Regions from separate parts of the Mus musculus genome. Here region 1 is linked to region 2. Evidence: chromatin contacts called from public HiChIP or PLAC-seq data. All regions are on one chromosome and are shown on one strand. The core of a region is the stretch at or near the end of the contact, and the rest is flanking DNA. Distances in the headings are between cores, read along the strand shown.

What was found. HiChIP or PLAC-seq counts read pairs in DNA pulled down with a chosen protein or histone mark.
Region 1: an H3K27ac HiChIP or PLAC-seq map of T-cell acute lymphoblastic leukemia shows a contact between it and region 2, with 11 times the contacts expected there. The contact joins two enhancer-like sites. A contact is called at or near these places in 1 of 15 datasets of contacts at CTCF or cohesin (large pre-B cells) and 1 of 115 datasets of contacts at active chromatin or transcription factors (T-cell acute lymphoblastic leukemia).

What each region holds. Positions count from the first base shown.
Region 1 is chr2:34,515,668-34,521,332 of GRCm38.p6, reverse strand. It overlaps Mapkap1 (mitogen-activated protein kinase associated protein 1), which reads right to left. Exons shown (of 12, transcript NM_177345.4): 6 at 2,484-2,660. Among named protein-coding and RNA genes, the nearest start is that of Gm34178, 57 kb to the left of the region's middle. Within about 2 kb of position 1,587, at least 8 of the 459 cell types and tissues checked have an H3K27ac peak or open chromatin away from gene starts, as enhancers often do. A contact at or near this core is called in T-cell acute lymphoblastic leukemia, where this site is marked.
Region 2 is chr2:33,944,327-33,950,493 of GRCm38.p6, reverse strand. All of the region lies in intron 1 of Gm39793 (a long non-coding RNA gene), which reads left to right. All of the region lies in intron 1 of Gm13404 (a long non-coding RNA gene), which reads right to left. Among named protein-coding and RNA genes, the nearest start is that of Gm13404, 5.2 kb to the right of the region's middle. Within about 2 kb of position 4,128, at least 3 of the 459 cell types and tissues checked have an H3K27ac peak or open chromatin away from gene starts, as enhancers often do. A contact at or near this core is called in T-cell acute lymphoblastic leukemia, where this site is marked.

The sequences.
Region 1 (5,665 bases), core at 338-2,837, 570 kb before region 2:
AGAGTGAGTTCCAGGACAGCCAGGGCTACACAGAGAAACCCTGTCTCAAAGAAAAAAAAAAAAGGCAGTTTTCACAGTTGGCTCCTTAGTTTACTACTTACTGTCAAGCCTATTTTCCTAACACCTTCAGCTCAGGGTTTTTCCTGCTAGAGGAGACAGAGGTGGGAGGAAGAAAGGAAGGAAACAAAAAGGAGGAGCTAAGCTCTTCTCCCTTTGCTGACACAAACAAGACATGTCTCTGAAGACTCCTAACTAAAGGTCTCCCAGGCTTAGAATGTGGACCAGATAGGCAGGTGGGAGGCCACTCAGCCCAATACACACACAGAGTAAATAGTCTGCACTATTTCATCAGACACCTGAGAAAAAAGGCAGTTTCTTGATGCTTTTCTTCTAAGTTGGTACATCTTTCAGAAGGCTGCTTGAAAATGAAGTCAGAATTTGGGCTGAGGAATAAGTCAGTAGTGGAACACTCACCTCACATATTGTCCTGAGTTCAGGTCTCAGCACAAATATTAATTTGTACGCACTGACTAACAACCCTGCTTACTTAAAGGCAATGACCCTAAGAAGTACTTCAACAGGACACAGGAATCCAGAAGACTGTCGTTACTTAAGAAAATCCAAACCCAGCAGATAGCCCAGTACTCTGTGCACCTCATGTGTTCATGCTTAGGTGCTTAACACATTTATGGTTTTGGTCTTGTTGTTTTTCGTTTTTTTAACAACTGTGTTCTTATTAGGTAGTGATCTTCATGAGAAAATAAGATTTTTCTCTGCCTAGAAGATGTCTCCATCTAGATTTCTGGCACAAAGTAACTATAGATTACAGGAATTAAGAGTATTGAAACACGTAACACTATTACAGTGTTAGGCAAATATAATGTAACACACAAATGAAATTGTAATTGCTATATCCTTGGAAATGGTTACAGGAATCAGACAGCCTGAGGAGCTGTTCCATGTGTGAAATGCCTGCCGCTGGACACAGTGGTGCACATCTGGGGTGGGGGTGAGGACATGGACCAACACAGGCAGATCCTGAGAGCTCTCTGGCCAGCCTACCTAGACAAAAAATTTTAAGGGCCAGGTTTTTTGAGATATTGTCTAAGCCTAAGGTGGAAAAGCAACTGAAAAAGGTACTGGCCTCTGGTTTCACCTGTGTATGTATGCATGGGTCCATGTGAGGGTTATCTCAGTTTTATTAGGAAGGCAGAATCACTTCATAACTTTTAAATTATTTTAAAAACTATGTAATTTAAAATTATTCTAGGTGTTCTGTAAAGCTGTTGTTTTTGCACCTCAGAAATGAAAATGGGAGGGAAAATAATGCTCTTTTGTAGATCAAATCTGACTTGAGAGCAGACATGAGGCAGCCACTGGTGAGGCTGGAGAGGCTGCTCCCAGCTCACCCCTGGCACCTGAGTCTATTCCTGCTCAAGGGGAGAAAGACCTAGAATTCTCACACATCGCATGCTGCACAATCCAATCTTCCTAAGTCTCAGACAAAGGAGTCTGTCTGAAAGGGACAGGAGGAGCTCCTTCAGCGCAATCTCTCATGAGGACTACGAGAGTTTGCTGGTTTCAAACAGCAGGGGGTGCCAAAGGGATCACTATTAATCCCAGGAGATAGCCAGGAGAGGGAGATTAGAGGTGTAGGTTAGCCTCACTTAGGTTAGGCTCACCCGCAGCTGCACGGGTCCCACCTGCAGGCCTTAGCATTCCTCAATGGAAAGTGGAAGCAACAATTCAGAGCTGAATGAGCTGCTGCTGCAGATGATGCGCAGACATCTTAGCAACACCACTGTCTGCTACAAATAGTGCAGACTCCTGAGGCAGCAATACTTAGACTCATTGCTGCTCTGAATCAACAGGCTTTAAGAGCGATGGTTGGAACCCCTCTTGGGTCTTGTTAGGCAATCTATTAATAAAGGTAGATATAACATTACATATAGAGTTATTTAATGATCTGTTGATTTTCAATATAAGAGAGTCTTTTTATATTCCAATGAATTTTATTTTATGTACGTACACATACTTTTCTGAGAATGATGTTTTAAGGCTTTCCCAGATTGACAGAAGCACAGAGCAGGCAGAGTCTAATGGAAGGCAACAGAGGAAAAACAAAGAGAGTCTGAACCAGTTGGAGAGAAAAGTATTTTAAGTCACAATAGAAAAATGGCCACAATATGCATTTTCATTTAGGCTGGTGTCCTTGATTAGAAAGGGGCAAACCCAGATACTCCTTCCCAGGCTCCTAGTCACCACTGCTCACAGAGGTGACATCTGTAGACATGCTGTTCCCAGATCTATCACAGGCTGCACATGTCCTGCACATGTCCTAGGTACAGAAGCACAAAACAGCAATGCACATGTTCCCAAATTGTTCTGCAAGTAACCAGGTGAGCAGATGTTCCAGGTAACACACATAATTCCCCTGATAAACAAGGCTAGAAGGTCAGGTGACACACCAAGGAAGTACTCACATTCGAACAAAGAGCGACTCTTTGGAGGTCAGACCAGGAGAGGAGTATTTTTCAACCAGGGCCAAAGTACTGAAGCCAAACTTATGAATGGGCTCATTGGAATCCAGTGGCGGAAAATCCGTGTCGACCTCCCCATCATCCTCAGCAATATGCAGGCAGTAGGCACTGACATTGTCACTGAAAACAAAACCATAAAGGCAAGTGAGTGCTGCAGGAAGGGACATGTAACCAGACAGTATGGCCCAGCCAGCACATCAACCCTGCTGTTCTCTACCCTCAGTCCAGGATATGCTGAGCATCCCTAACACTTGTTAAAAAGACAAAAGTATCTTTTTCACACGTGTCATTTCTCTAACATTCACTGGACACTTATTAGAGATAAGACCTAGAACTAAGTCCTTGAGATGAAAAGTGAGATTTAATGTTGGCTCAAAGGAAGCTCATAATACAGAGGGGGAGTAAGCACTCCAGTACAGCACTACAGAATACACTGGCAAACAAAGGGAAAGGACTGCTGGAGAGGCCCTGATGCACACCCAGGGAAGCCTGGTAACTAAGACTAGCCGCAGACTTCCTTCCTTAAAAAGTAGCTGCTTCTTTGGGTAAGATCTGATTCCAAACACCATAGAACCTTAGCTGAATAAAAGCAAATGGCATGATTTACCCTGGTGCTCATACCTGGTCCTTGGACCACTTCTGGACACGTTCTGTTTCTCTATCATGTCCAGCCAGAAGTCTTGACCTTTTAGAATCAACAAACACCTTTCCCCTTGAGGGACAATAAAAAGGCAATTTATACATACTGATAGGACACTAACACAATTTACAAGTTAAAATTAGGGCTAGCTATAGTTGGTAGAGTGCTCATCGAGTATGTATAAAGTCCTGTGTCTAATCCTCAGCACTGCATAAATCAGATGTGGAGGATTTTAATCCCAGCACTTAGAAGGTAGAGGTAGAAGGATGACAAGTTCAAGGTTATCCTTGGCTACATAGCTAGCAGGCCTGGGATACACAAGACCTGTGACTGTGTAAATAAATGAATGCTGAAACCACTGGTGTGCTCCAGAGAGGGCTGGGAAATCACAAGCCTGCTAGCATGAAGGCAGGCAGCTTCAGAAGTATAATCTAATAGTTCAAAAGGCAGGAGAACTCTAAATTCTGCAGCTCAAATTTGGAATTTTAATTATGTGATTGATGCTTTAATTAATTAATTCCAAAGTGTATGCTAATTGTTTAATTGGTTGCTTGATCTATATAGATCATTTTTTGAATTAAATGAGTTGATTTACAAAGTTTATTGATTGGATGTGACAATGAATTATTGCACTGACTACCTGATTTGCAATTTTCCCAGTTAATTCACAATCTTTAGCTGCAACTCTGTGTACCGAGAGAGCCTAATTCAGGGAATCTACACTCAGTGTTTCTGTCAAGGCTGGGAAGTATTTATTGTATAAAACAGGTAATAGGGACAGATGAAAATTAATGGAAACATAAATCTGCTAAGTGGATTGATAACTTTACATTGTCACTTTACATTACATGTGTTTGCAATGTTGGTAAGAAAAAAGTTCCTGTCTGAGTGTGGGAACTCCTAGATTTTTACAGCAATCTGTCTATCACAAAGTGTGTGCAGAAATAGATGCTCTTTAGAGGCAAAAATGGCATGGGAGACCCAAGTTAAATTATCAGCTCCATGGCTCTTGGGCTACATGAGTTCAGAATAAGCATCAATAGTCCTATTTTCCATTTCTACATCCATAACAAGGTCCTAATGTCCTAATTCAGGATTAGATTCAGTGATGTATATAGATCCTATAGCAAGCACACAGAATCTAAAGATGAGATGACTATAGTAAGGTCAGATGGGAACCAGCTTAACGATGTACAGAGTAGCAACAGGGCAGCTCATTCTGGGCAGGTCTCTCTCTGAGTTTAATGGGGCTGCTATGCTGCAGTCTTGGGGCTGCTGTAGCTCTAGGGTTTTATAAGCAGGGCAGATGGGATAGGACAAGCAAGAGACAGCACAGATTATTTTTTGCCATGCAAATCAATCTGAGAGATGTCTGATTCCCCAATACCACAGAAGTTCAAGGTATCAAGGCAGAAAGCCCAATGCTAATATCAGAAGAATCCTGCTTTGATTGTCATGGGACACTCCTGAGTCCCCACAAAAACAAATTCAATGAATACCAGAAGCTAAGGTCTGAGAGTAAACCAAAGGGTATGGCTCACCAATCCTGAAATACAAACTAGCAAGTAACTCATTCAAAAGTATCTACACTGTGTTTACTCTGTCCATCCTAAGGAGGACTCCTCTTGTATGGCACAAGTGAGGGCATGAGCAGAGTTTAGCAGCAAACAAGGTTCTAAGCCTTCAACTAAAAATCTAAGGAGATCGTAACTAAACATTCCACTCTACTACCCGCTGGTTGGTTCCCTTGTGCCTCCACAAAGAAATCATCCTCTGACAGAAGTTACTGTTGTTTTCTCTCTTGTGGAGCTGCTTAGGATGCCTCCTGAAGAGCTCCTAAGGCACAACAATGTCACTAGCGATACACACTGGGCATTGTGTACCACACTCTGGGTAAACTGGCTTTGACACAGCCACCAAGAAAAATTTCATATCTCACAGTAGGATCAGTCAGTGTTTCTATTTTAAATACTAGGAAACTGAGGCTGACTGAGGCAAAGTGGCTTGTTTAACATTGGATGGCACATAAATTTCAGAGCTGACATTCAAACCCAGGCAACCAAGAATCCCTTGACCCCCACCAGTCCTGGGGCCAAAGCCATGCTGTCAAGATTTCTCAAGGTGATTAGTTGGTGTCTGAGAAGGAACCATGACACGTTAATTTTTGTTGTTCTTTTTAATGAGGAACTTGGAGAGATTTATGTGACCCTCCTCACATCTACAACTGGGGAAAGGAGACACAGAGAAGGAAGCCTGTGATGAGCTGGTTCATAGACATAGAGGGTGGAGAGGACTAAGGCTTTGTCACCTCTGTTCCGCAACTCATTGATCAAAGCAGAAACTGGTGGTATTTTGAAATGGGAGGGGAAAGAAAGCAGCTGTGGTCCCTGCTAAAGGCGTCTACAGATCCCACAGGCCCTCTCTTGGGGCTCCATCTGAATGGCCGACACCTGCTCTTCATGATGACTAACCAAATCTCTCTGAG
Region 2 (6,167 bases), core at 2,879-5,378:
ATTCTGTCTTTTTCTTGAATTGAACGCTTAGCTGGATTTCCTGCTGACTTTCTTCTCTTGATATTGCTCCTCATACATTTTTGAAACACAGTACTTTCACTTTGGCTCCGTCTTCCCAATGAATGGGATGTTTGACAGTGTATGTATGATTGATATCTGGCTTTGCTGAGACGCAAGAGCGGGAGCTGGCAGGCTGCAGAGCATGCACTTGACCATGCCAGCCTTGCCCAAAGCCTCTCAGAGTAGCAGTGCCAGCCCAGGCAGTTTTAGTTGCACTCTATATCCCTCTGATCGTGGATGAACCTACTGCTCCCGTCCCCGGGCACTGGATGCATTAGCTCTTAAGAATAATTGCTAATGAGGGCCAGTGAGATGGTTCAGTGGGCAAAGGTGCTTGGTGCCAAGCCTAATGACCTGAGTTCAATCCCTGGGGCCCACATTGTGTTGCTCTCTGATAGCCACATGTGGTGTGTGATGGCACAGACACACACACATACTCTCACACATACATACATCATACATACATACATCATACATACATACATATACACACACATACACATATACACAAACACTCACATACACACACTGAATGAGTGAATGAATATTTTAGAGAAAATTTCAAGAGGACAATTACCTCTGCAAAATTATTTTGTAACTAGTCATGCAGTGAGATGAAGCAGTGTCCTCACTCTGACTGCCACACACCCCATTCTCTTCTCTGTGGTTAGCTGTGCCCCTTCCCTCCCACCTTTCACCCTTGTTCTTGCCCTCTCTCCCTGCCCACCCTCACTGTCCTGCCTTGTTCTCTGGTGGTAAACACCTCTACTTGCTGGTCCAACTCACCACCGGTTCTTCTTACAGATTTTAAAGAAATTCTTGTTTATTGTTTCTATTTTAAAAATTAATTGGATGGTTTAAATCTACACAATAAGAACTAGTGAAATAGGAAAATCACACAAAAAATAAAAAGATAAAAAACCGAAACTCTGAAAAATGGCTAAATGTGCAGAAACGTGTGGACATGGCACACCATGATGCTTCCAGGCATTACTAGTCAGAAGCAGAGTGGCTCTGGTGCAGGCCTGAGCAGTGGCTCCTCAAAACCAGAACTGGGATTTGAAATCGTGATGGTCAGGAAGGTGCTGATTTAGCCACACCTGACTTAGACCTTAGCCATAGCCTAGATAATAATGATCACTAAGGCTTAGAAGAATTGTTATTCTCTCTCTCTCTCTCTCTCTCTCTCTCTCTCTCTCTCTCTCTCTCTCTCTCTCCCTGTGTGTGTGTGTGTGTGTGTGTGTGTGTGTGTAAAATCCAGAAGAGGGCCTCAGATCTCCCGGAACTGGAGGCACAGCAGGTTGGGAGCCATGTGACATGAGTGTTGGGAGCTGAACTCAGCTCCCCTGAAAGAGCAGTGCCTGTTCTTCATCACCGAGCCATAGCTCCAGCCCCAGTCTCTGAAACATGGTGGTTTCCTGATCTTAATCCCTTAGCTCGTAGCTAGGTGGTCAGTACTTGCAGCACATTGCCATAGGTTTAGGTAAAGTTCACTTGGCTTTGAGCTGCTTGGTTTGCCTCTTGTCCCTTAACCCCAGGGTGACCACACAGTTCCCTAACCCCAGAGTGACCACTCAGACCCCTGACACCAAAGTGATAACAAAATCTCCTTGACTTCTTCTAATACAATTGTGCTAATTTTAAAATTATTTTTTTTATTGAATTTTGTGTGTGTGTGTGTGTGTGTGTGTGTGTGTCTGCCTGTGTCACAGCACATATGTAGAGGTCAGAGAACTACAGCTGGTAGGAGTGAGTTTTCTCCTTACTCATGTGGGTTTGAGGTTTGAACCCAGGCCATCAAGCTTGGCAGCAAACACCTTACCTTCTAAACCATCTTGACAGCCCATCCCTTTATTTTTTGCTTTTGGGACTTCTATCTATTGGAGAGTGTGAGATAAGGATATAGTTTTCTTCCCAGTCTAGAGGCGATCATTCCACGGCTGTCTGTCAAATAACATTTCTTTCTGCAAACAGTTTACATCATATCTTATTTAGACCAATGACTCAGTGGGCAAGATTCTCTGGGTTTTACTTAGTTCTGTTCATTTGGCTGTCTTTGGGGTACTATTATCTCACCATTTAAAATATCTCTTGCGCCAGTGAAATGGCTCAGTGGGTAAAGGAATGTACCCCAAAAGGCTTGAGGATCTGAGTTCAAGACCAAGGTCCACACAGTGAAAGGGAAAGAAAACCGAATTGTCCTATGACCTCCACACACGGCACATGGCACACGGCATGCCTGCCCACTCATGCAGATACACACTCATAAAAAAACACGTTCTCTAAGTTTATGAAATTATAAATCTTAGAGGGAATCCAGATGGGGCCAGCCAGGTGGAGCTGTGTAGCGCACTCACTGCTGAGACTGCCTGGCTGGCTTCCATCCCTTTGACCCATGTGGTGACTGAGACAGTGGACACCCAAAAGTTGTCCCTCAACGTCCACGTGTTTGCCATGGTGTGATGCATGCATCAATACATGCTCAAGCACACACAATAAATAACATTTTATTCTGCTATTTTATATGTGCGGGTGATTTGCTGGCTAGCATGTCTGTGCATCCTGTTAGAGTACGGTGGCCTTGGAGGCCAGAAAAGGGTATCAGATCGCCTAGACCTGGAGGATGGTTGTGAGCCGCTATGTGGGTGCTTGGAATTGAACCTGGGTCCTCTGGAAGACCACCCCCTGCTCTTAACTGTTTAACCATCTCTCTAAACCTCTGTGCACGCGCACATGTTGTATGTATATTTTTTTGGTTAATTTTGGAACAACTTGTAAAATTCTACAGAAAACACCACAAAGTTGTAAATGCTGTTAACATTGGTTTTAACTATTTGGAGGTGAACGTCCTGCATTTTCCAAACTGCTTAAACTCTGTAATTGGATGCTGAATTTGTTAATTTTCTCACTGCTATGACAAGTTACCTAACCAACTTAAGAAAAGAGGAGTTTATTTTATCATACATTAGGAATGTGGGCCATCATGACTGGGAAGGCATAGTGCATCATGACAGGAGTGTGAAGGCCTGCCATGACCAGGAAGGCATGCAGCAGGAGTGTGAAGACCCACCATGACAGAGGAGGCATGCAGCAGGAGTGTGGAGCAGTTGGCCCCACTGTCTACAGTCAGGAGCAGAAAGTGATATTTGCTGGTGCTCAGCTCACATCTTCCCTTATGCTCAGTCAAAGTTTTCAGCCCAGAGATCCTAGTTTTACTGTGGATCATCCCACCACAACGTAATCTAGGTAAGACTCCACAGACACGCCAGGAGATTTGTTTCCATGGTGATTTAAAACCCCATCAAGTCCACAACTAAGATGCATTCAGTAAGAGAGCATATCTTTGGACAGGGATAAACATTGGTGGAGTGCCTGCTTCTTGCAGCCATAGTCCCAGAAACTCACAGAGGCAGAGCCACCCTCTGCCCTCCTGTGGATTAAACTTTTCAACTGTTAAAAGGGAGAAACATGGCTTTTGTGAATTGGAGAAGGATTAATGTTCTTAAGAGCTAAATGAAACAGGTTGGAATTGTGTGTTCTGTGTGGGTTACCGTGTGTGACGCACACCTAGTAAACAACTGTATTAACGATATTACTCATCTCCTCCATGTTTTTGTTTCTACTTTGCCTACTTGACTTGACAAAGACTAAACAATGCAATAATGTCAGGGTAGCTCATTAAGACAGTGATGGTGCAGGATTCATCTTGGTACTCCTAATAGCTTTTGGTTATATATTGCTTTTTTTAAAGTACCATTTATTAGATTTTTTAATATAGAAAATGTTAAAGAATAATCCTACCATCAACATAATCCTTAAAAAAATTGCTCAGACAAAGGGGGAAGAGGGAGGGGGAGGGAAAGAAAGAAGGAGAGGGAGGACTGAGGGTGAGAGAGAGGAAAGAGGGAGGGAGGGAGAGGGAGGGAGGGAGAGGGAGGGAGGGAGGGAGAGGGAAAGAGGATGAATTCAGATCGTCCATACAAACAAAGCCTCAAGCTCTCCGCTTCGTTATCTGCTGTGGTTTGTACCTGGAGTGTTCTCCGTGTTCTGTGAGTTTGTCACAGACCGTGAGAAAGAAAGTAATCATAGCAGTAGTAATAATGTGGTCCCTTTGAAAAGTGCCTTCATTCAGCTTTGGCCTGACCACAGATGAATGAGAACCACGGGCTCCAGCTCCCACCTGCTAGTCCAGCTTCCATCCTCAACCCAGACCAAAAAAAGTTTACAACAGAGACACGGCCAAGCTGGGAGCTGTGGCAGGATCCTGAGCTTTATAAACTTTAAAATAGGATTAAAAGGTAGAGATGAAACCATGCGTGCTTTCAAACAGACGGACGGTGGCAGAGGGAACCACAAGACCTGAGAGTCGTGTAAGACACAGTCTGCCCCTCCTGACCGTCCTGACCCTCCTGACTCAGTCAGTGAGGAAAGGAAGGAAAGGACCCACATTAAAACAAAACAAAAACCAACCAACCAACCAACCAAAAAACCAAAACTGGTCTTTGTGCTCTTGTGGTGCAACCACCATTCTGAGCTGAGTCGGACCTCTCTCTCTCTCTCTCTCTCTCTGTGTGTGTGTGTGTATGTGTATATATTATGTATGTGTATATATATATATATTGTCTCACTTGGGCTACTCTGAGTCTCAGGTGCTCTTATTACGGGATGGAGAGCAGGTCTTCATGCCTCACTCGGATTTGATATCCAGGATGGAGCTATCAAGACACTATCAGACGACTAGGGCACGTCCCTTTCCTTTGTTTTGTTTCATGGCCACAGTTGAGCATTTCCCTCCACATACATCCTCTCTCCATGGTGCTTGCTGTCTTGTCCCTTTCCCAAATCAATGGGGCCAACTGGTCACCCACGGGAACCCCCAATGCTATCTTTGCAAGTTGATGATCTCAGGCAGTTTGTTATAATAACCCACTCTCCTTAGGGTGACCCAAAGGGAGCCACCAGAAGCGGTGTGTCAAGCTTCACCCATGGTGTTGTCTCTTTCCACCATCATTGTCCCACAGAGCCTCCTGCTTCTAGAAGCTCACAGTGAGTTGAGTTGTTTTCAGAACTATGGTCCACTGGGTTCATACCCTGCTCCTCTTGACAATGCCTCTTGCTCTGAAGGTTATGCCTAGAACACCGTTCTAGTTTTATTTCTGTTGCTGTGATCAAATAACCTGAGAAGCAACCTTGATGAGTAAAGGTTAATTTTAGCTCACAGTTCTGTGTTCTGATCCATCACAGTAAGGCAGGAGCCTCAAACTGCTGTTCACATCACAGCCACAGTCATGAGCAGAGAGAAACGAGCATACACATGCTCATTGGTCAGTTTGTGCGCAGCTATACCCTTAAACAGTTCAGGACCCCCTACCTAGGGAGTGGTGTTGCCCATGGTGGGCTGGGTCTTCCCAATCCATCACAGACACACTCACAGGCCAATCTGATGTAGACAGTCCCTCACAGAGACTCTCTCCGGGTAATTCTAGGTTGTGTTGCACTGACCCTTAAAGCTAACCATCACACACCACAACTAGAAACCAAATATAATTATTAAAAAAGCTTACATTGTTCCTCCTGTTGAAAATCCTCCTCCATGGGAATTTTTGACTTTTTAAAAAAGCCTGAGAAGGGCTGGGCTGGTGCCCTTTAACACTCTGCTAGTTTCATTTCAAGCCACCTTCCCTAAAAAAATTTTTGTTTTAATCTTTTTTTCTTCCTCCTCTCCTCTCCCTCATCTCCAGTGCTAAAGCTCAAGCCAGGGCCTCCCACACACATCAGGCAAGCATTCTACCACTGAGCTATATCACCAGCTTGAACAATTAAATTTCTATCAAAGACTATGGATGTGGTTTAGAAGTCAAACAGCACAATGCCTGCCGATGACAAAAGGCGCTGTGGCAGTTTGGGTATGCTTGACTAGAGAGTGGCACTCTTGGGAGGTGTGGCCTCGTTAGAGTAGATGTGGTTTTGTTGGGAAAAGTGTGTCACTGTGAGGGTAGACTTTTAGACACTCCTCCTAGCCACATGGGAGCCAGTGCTCTCCTATCTGCCTTTGGAACAAGATGTAGAACTCTCAGCTCCTCCTGCACCATGCCTGCCTGGACACT